Linked DNA regions of Bicyclus anynana: region 2 is linked to region 1. The links are chromatin contacts, called in public Hi-C maps. All regions are on one chromosome and are shown on one strand. The core of a region is the stretch at or near the end of the contact, and the rest is flanking DNA. Distances in the headings are between cores, read along the strand shown.

Region 1 (3,441 bases), core at 440-2,939:
ATTGTCGTACCCACTCCTAATACAGTCTTGCCTGACTAGTTGGAAGAGAATGGGAATATAAAAGATATGGCAAATATTATTTTTTTTAATAATATATCTATACGATCTGATGCACCACAGTATCATCCACATAGTTTCCATTCCTATAGTAAAAAAAAAAAAAAATCTTTATTGACCAAAAAAATATACAAAAAACCATAACATTGCCTGTGGTCTCCACACTAGATTGATCTGTATCGTGGAGACCATTATAAAGATAATAGTTATAAACCAATGTTGCTCAATGAATGTGGCTTCCCATTGGTGAAATGGTTTTAAAATCAGTCTAGTAGTTTAGCTGTGAAAGCATAATAAACTGGCTTTCATGTTCATAATAATAATATAATAATAAAAAAAATATATAATAATAATATTATTTACTCAGAGTTTGTCTGATTGTGCCCCAGGACCAGTGGCGGATTAAGGTCCAGAGCGCCCTAGGCAATCAACTTTAGCGGCGCCCCTGTACCGGCCATAAATGGCCATCACAATCTTACAATGATCTTAGTAGACCAGGATGTACTTACTCTAATGCGCAAATTAAATATGATGTTTTGTGAATAAATCAAGAGTGACGACAGAGCGAACATTGGAATTCATGATTCCTCTCTGTTCTGGGAAATAGGCCTTATGTGTGTTGACTGATGATGGTGTGTTATGAATATATCACTAGAGATTTAGAGTATAAATCAGCATTTAGTTCTTAATAGTCGATATGTTACTTTCTTCATTTATTTAAAATTCTGAGCTCGCGCGCCCCTTTTGTCTACACGCCCCTAGGCACGTGCCTAGTTTGCCTTATGGATAATCCGCCTCTGCCTAGGACAAAGGCCTCCTCCAAACTTTTCCACAATTCTCTATCCCTTGCAGATTTTGCCCAGTTGCCCCCATTCGTGTTTATAATAAGTATAAAATTTAGCTAGGTATTAATAGCAAGCACTAGACCTAACTAACTAGGGAACTTGACTAGGTAAGACTTTATATGCTATAATGGTACAAAATAGAAAAATTCTTTCTGCAATACTGGTTCATGATTCTTCAGGATAGACAGTATTCTTGCATCTACGAAGTGCATCCCACAGCTGGGCAGGGAGAAAATACGAGTAACGAAGGTGAGTGTTAACATGTCATAATGGAATTTCTTTACACCGAGCCAAGCCTCCTGCATGGGGAATCCATAGAATGCCAAGATATTTGTCTTGTCAGAAGCAGGATTTACTTGGTTGTTCCATAGTAATTTGGGTACAGAAACCTCATAGGTCCAATAAAATGTACGAAATTAATTAAAATAACAAGTGATCTTCACAGTGATATTATAATTACAGATAGGTTAGATGAAAAATAAGTAAAACATATCCATATTGTAGAAACATACCATAACATTTTCAATTTCTTTCATTAAGCTTTCTGTTTTCTTTTCTAATTGTTTATTGAGTTTTTTGAATTCATTTTCACGAGCTAAGAGATCTTCGGAATCCATTTTACAGCAAATGGAGCTTTGTCCTTGATTTAAAGTTAAGTAATAACGTGATATAATACTTTACACTTGATGTGTAAGAATTTTGGCCATTTAATCAAAGTAATCTTAAAAATGAACTTTTATTATTGAAAGAAGTATAAACTCGGCCATTGATTGTCATTCTTTAGTGTCAAACAAACTCCGTTGCCATGACAACAACAGCTGTGAGTCATAACAACTACCAACACTGTATATAATGTTGAGTCAGTAGAAAAACCTTTTATATTTGTTCCTTAGAATCAAATGATAGGTAGCAATTTGTATGAAAATTAAACGTTATACTATAAAATAAATAAAACTAGAATGAGCTACGACTGGAAATTGTTTTGGCTTTGTTGTTGTTGATGAGTAACTACTGCCATCTCTGTAAAGAGCTATAAACTAATGGTACACATGAAACTCGCGTCAAAAACAGCTGTGCGCGAGCCAATCAGAACTACTTCATCTGAGCAAATGTCAATAAATCGACGTAGGATGTTGACATATTGCTTTGTCTTCCATATGATCTGATTTGACGAATCCTTGCTATATTTTCGCTTGAAATCTAACAAAATAATTGAATTTCTAGCTAAAAGTTATGATTCTGCCATTTCATTAAAGAAAAGCCATTGAAATTTGCTTAAAAATGAAATTCTTTGTTTCCGTGTAAGCGAGAGGTGTTACTATAGAGTGGGATAGATATAAAGTTCGGTGTTCAATTTCGATGTTATTAATCGATTTACCAATGAGAACGTACTTGGCCCAGCTGAGCCCGAAGCTGACATTTTTTTTTTAGTTCTTGTTTGAAGCGGGCGGTGTACGGACGCTCGCGTCGCGTTAACTGTAATAGTTATTGTTATAAAATAACACATTTGGACTGCGTTTCACGCATCCGGACATTTTGTAGAGTGCAATAATGTATTTAAAGAGAAAAAGACACGACTATCGGAGTGTTATATTATAGCGCTAGTTTTTTTTTGTGTCGAGATTGGACAGAATCGCTTGCTTCTAAAAAGGTAATCCCTTTGTTATACTATTTTGAGAGAAGTTCTTCCAACATATGCTAGGATTTTTACTAAGTTAAATAAGTTTGAGTTAGACATTGGCGCTTTAATTAAATCTTTCCTGTATTTTAGAAAGTTAATTTGACAAGTTTCACGAGTGTGCTAAAGGTATAATGCAACCATTTTAAGACGGTACCCATTTTAAAAGCAATCTCTTGCTTAAACCATTCAATTTTCATTTGAAGGGGGCTTGATTTTTAATTACCATAACTGCCTAGTGATTAAGTGTATAAAAAAATTATAAGTTCTAAAATTTTTAGCTGTTGAAAATCAGCTGATTGTGAAACCAACATTGCAGGTAGATGAACTGTTTTTTTAATGCAGTCACAGACCATAAAATACAGGTCCCAAGAACAAGATCCTTTTTTTTGTAGACCTAACGGGTCGGTCTGCTATTGTAAGATATACAGCTGTTTTGCTTTATTAAAGCCATATAGACACGCTATTTTGAACCCTAGTTATACGTGTGGTTGAGTCGAAAAGTTACTTTTTGTTAATTTAAAATTCGAATGCCCTTTTCGAGTTGTAATAGTGCTGCTCCTGTATTTATATCGATATACTATTCGATTAATGTGTAATCGTGAATATTACTGTAACTGTGTAGAATTTCAGTAGTGACGGAAAAATATCGATAATTTTGTCGATGAATTGATAAACCAATTAAGTGTTTGGCAATGTTATTGCGCATTATATGCCAACTAGACACCTGATTAGTTTTAATTATGAATTCGTTATGTGTTACGGTCGTGGCACGTACGTAGGCAAAGCTTGCATATGGCCTCGCGCCTAATAATATTACACGTGTATTGAAAAACTAAATGGAAAATGGCGTTTTTATAT
Region 2 (3,487 bases), core at 582-3,081, 46 kb after region 1:
GTGGGCGTCCACTTATCCGCATCGTACGTATCGGACGCATCGCATCAAACGAATTTATAATTTTACGGTAGATAAAAATCCGATGCATCCGATACGTACGATGCCGATCTGTGGACGCCTACTCGTATCATAAGCAGCTCTTGGCTCTGGGATTCGACTTCCGCCCATTGTAGTACTGTTATACACATTCGTAGCATGGGTGATTTTTTGCTTATTTTGAGGTGATTTTTTCATTTTGTGCTTACAATTCTGTTTCAAAGTATTCTTGTTATATTGACGTGACGTGGTGTATTATTCACAGATGCACAGTAGCGAGGCGCCGCCTCCGGCGACCGGCACGGGACTGCTGCTGCAGTTGGGGCGTCTGATTGTGCGCGCGCGCAGCGCCAGCCCCTCCCAGCGCCGCCAGGAGCAGCGCCCCTCCAGCAGCCAGCAGGTACCACTCTCAGACACCACAGTAGCGAGACACGGGGCTGCTGCTAGAACTGAGGCGTCTGATCGTACACGCGCGCAGTTCCAGCCCCTCCCAGCGCCGCCAGGAGCAGCGCCCCTCCAGCAGCCAGCAGGTACCACGCTCAGTCACCACAGTAGCGAGGCACGGGGCTGCTGCTACAGCTGAGGCGTCTGGTCGTACACGCGCGCAGCTCCAGCCCCTCCCAGCGCCGCCAGGAGCAGCGCCCCTCCAGCAGCCAGCAGGTACCACCCTCAGTCACCACAGTAGCGAGGCACGGGACTGCTGCTAGAGCTGAGTCGTCTGATCGTACACGCGCGCAGTTCCAGCCCCTCCCAGCGCCGCCAGGAGCAGCGCCCCTCCAGCAGCCAGCAGGTACCACCCTCAGTCACCACAGTAGCGAGACACGGGGCTGCTGCTAGAGCTGGGGCGTCTGATCGTACACGCGCGCAGTTCCAGCCCCTCCCAGCGCCGCCAGGAGCAGCACCCCTCCAGCAGCCAGCAGGTACCACCCTCAGTCACCACAGTAGCGAGACACGGGGCTGCTGCTAGAGCTGGGGCGTCTGATCGTACACGCGCGCAATTCCAGCCTCTCCCAGCGCCGCCAGGAGCAGCGCCTTTCCAGCAGTCAGCAGGTACCACCCTCACACACCACATTAGCGAGGCACGGGACTGCTACTGCAGTTGGGGTGTCTGATCGTACGCGCACGCAGCTCCAGACCCTCCCATCGCCGTCAGGAGCAGCGCCTCTCCAGCAGCCAGCAGGTACCACCCTCCCACACCACATTGGCGAGGCACATTGGGGCATCTGCAGGTAGCACCTTCACACAAAGGACGGATGGTCATAGGCCCAAACAAAAATCTTCAGTAGAGTTTGATGAAGAAATTATAAGGTTATAGAGATGAAATAATAGGTTAATAAAAATATTTCTTTAATTCCAGGTGAACACCCAACCCAAGCCAAAGTCGGACGAGATTAAGCCAGGACTTGAAGCGCAGCTCAACAACCATGTGCAGGCTTTGTGGAACGAACAGATACCGATTTGCATTGAGGTACTTTTATATTCATTCACTATTGACCACTACAAATAGTAGAGCATGCCTTTAGGAAACTTACACGGGTTTGTAGTTCAAAATTTTTAAATAAGAGTTGTAATGTTGATAAAACATATTATTGACTTTGATTACTGGTGATGGTATTTTTAGAACTAAGTTTAATTCTGACGAGTACTGAGTAGATTCTGGGCGTACTTAAGAACTTATACCAAATAGTCGTTTGTTCGGCATTGTCCATGAAGGTGATAATTTTTTCGCAGGTGCTGTTGGCGCCCGACTGCCCCGAGTGCTACGCGTCGCTGAGCCGCGTGGAGGAGGACGCTGTGTACGACAAGTTGCATACGCAGCAGAAGGCTCTTCTGCTCGAGCGCTGGACCGTGCGCCCCATCGCCAACAAGTGAGCTTTGTTTATTGCAACCCACCAAGTTAGCTATACACATTTCAGAGGTCTACACCGCTTCAGAGTCGATATCCTTTGGACACGTACTGAGCGGTTTGGTCTGGTTCGTCATACCTGATATTAAATGCCCTAGTAGCTTCTGTTTTTCGTACCACATACAGTATATGTATCTTCAAGTCAAGATTCTAGGTTAGTGTGTTCCACCTCAAGCTGCATCATTGCTTACTATCAGGCGAAAAGCACTTGCATATATGTATTCGTTATACATATATGCAAGTGCTTTTCGCCTGATAGTAACCAGGTTAACTGCTTCAACGCGTCCTCGTCCGCGTGGTATAAGGGTATCACGACAAAAAGGAGCGAAAGGAGCTAGTACTTTATTCAGTAGTGCATACTTTATTCATTAGCAACTGATGTCTTGGAACACCTGTGTTTATTACTGTACGCAACTTCGCAGTGTTCAATCCGCTGCCCCGCTATCAACCTGAAGTGTAGAGTCTGTAATTTGAATGGTCATATTACCGTTGCTTGTAAAATAAATATGTCAGCCTTCGCTGTATATACAGGAAGGTCATGAGTTGGAGCCCGCTCGATTGTTGTTGTATATATTCTTAACTGATTTTCCGTCAAATTGAAGATGAATGAGATAAAAAAAAATAGGCAAAATAATATTTTTTTTTCATTTCCAGAAACCACGACAGCCCAGCCGCGATCAGTCCCCATTGGCTGCTGAATGCAGTTCGTTCCCAGCTCCACTTCTCCCAACTATCAGCTTGGCGCGCCATCATCCACACCGATGACAAACCTGCTGACAGGAGGTACCAAGTACAGACTGTTACTGAAAATATATTCTACTAACGAACATAACATAACAAATGAACTAACTAAAAATGTATATGTGGTTAGTCTGCCGTAGAAGTAGGTACGTGAGTTTTTTCTCTGCTACGCGAGGGACCCGGCACGGTGAATCCACGGATTGCTAAGATGTTCGTATCAAAGAAGCACCTAAAGAAATTTGCGCACTGCAAAAAATATCTACCTGTATTATTGAAACATGGCGTCATTTGCTTATGCTCACAAATTCCGTTTTCTAGGCGGAAACTGAGCCGCGAGACGTGCAACTTCAAGAAGGTGGAGGCGAACTGCGACTCGGCGGAGCTGGGCGGGCGGCGGCTCAACGTGCTGTACCACATCAAGCTGCCCGGCGAGAGCTACCACGCGGCAGAGTTCGCCCGCCCCCCCACCGACCACCAGTTCCCCGTCGCGGACATCGGTGACAACGTACTGCTCAAGGTGCTACTGCAGAGTCTGCCCAGGTGAGTTAATAGCTTATTTCAATGGCTGACTACAGGGTTAGGTTTCCCTCCTTGTTGGAAAGGGCATTTGGAGGGCCTAAGCTTGCTGTTCCAATGAGGGTTTAAACTTTTAGCGATCATTATTAGATGTCAAAGACTGACATGCTGACTCGGATAGACGGCTTAACATGGTCTCCGAAGCACGAGAGTATAACACCACTAATTTTCCAACGTGTTAACAAAAAGTTCACTGCCCAATCCAGAACTACAGGCTAAGCAACGAGA

What was found. Hi-C and Micro-C count contacts between places; a contact is called where the count stands out from the background.
Region 2: a contact with region 1 is called in a Hi-C map of whole larva, with 5 times the contacts expected there. The contact joins the enhancer-like site here to the promoter of LOC112053588 in region 1. A contact is called at or near these places in 2 of 2 Hi-C or Micro-C datasets (whole body and whole larva).

Annotation. Positions count from the first base shown.
Region 1 is chr18:9,662,351-9,665,791 of ilBicAnyn1.1, forward strand. LOC112053588 (testis-expressed protein 9) reads right to left here and starts at 1,690. Exons shown (of 6, transcript XM_024093053.2): 1 at 1,415-1,690. The coding sequence starts at 1,519. It overlaps LOC112053574 (protein FAM214A), which reads left to right and starts at 2,328. Exons shown (of 13, transcript XM_052887132.1): 1 at 2,328-2,553.
Region 2 is chr18:9,708,025-9,711,511 of ilBicAnyn1.1, forward strand. LOC112053574 (protein FAM214A) reads left to right here. Exons shown (of 13, transcript XM_052887132.1): 2 at 302-436; 3 at 1,394-1,504; 4 at 1,768-1,904; 5 at 2,597-2,725; 6 at 3,002-3,223. The coding sequence starts at 302. Among protein-coding and RNA genes, the nearest start is that of LOC112053499, 38 kb to the right of the region's middle. Within about 2 kb of position 1,832, at least 8 of the 8 cell types and tissues checked have open chromatin away from gene starts, as enhancers often do.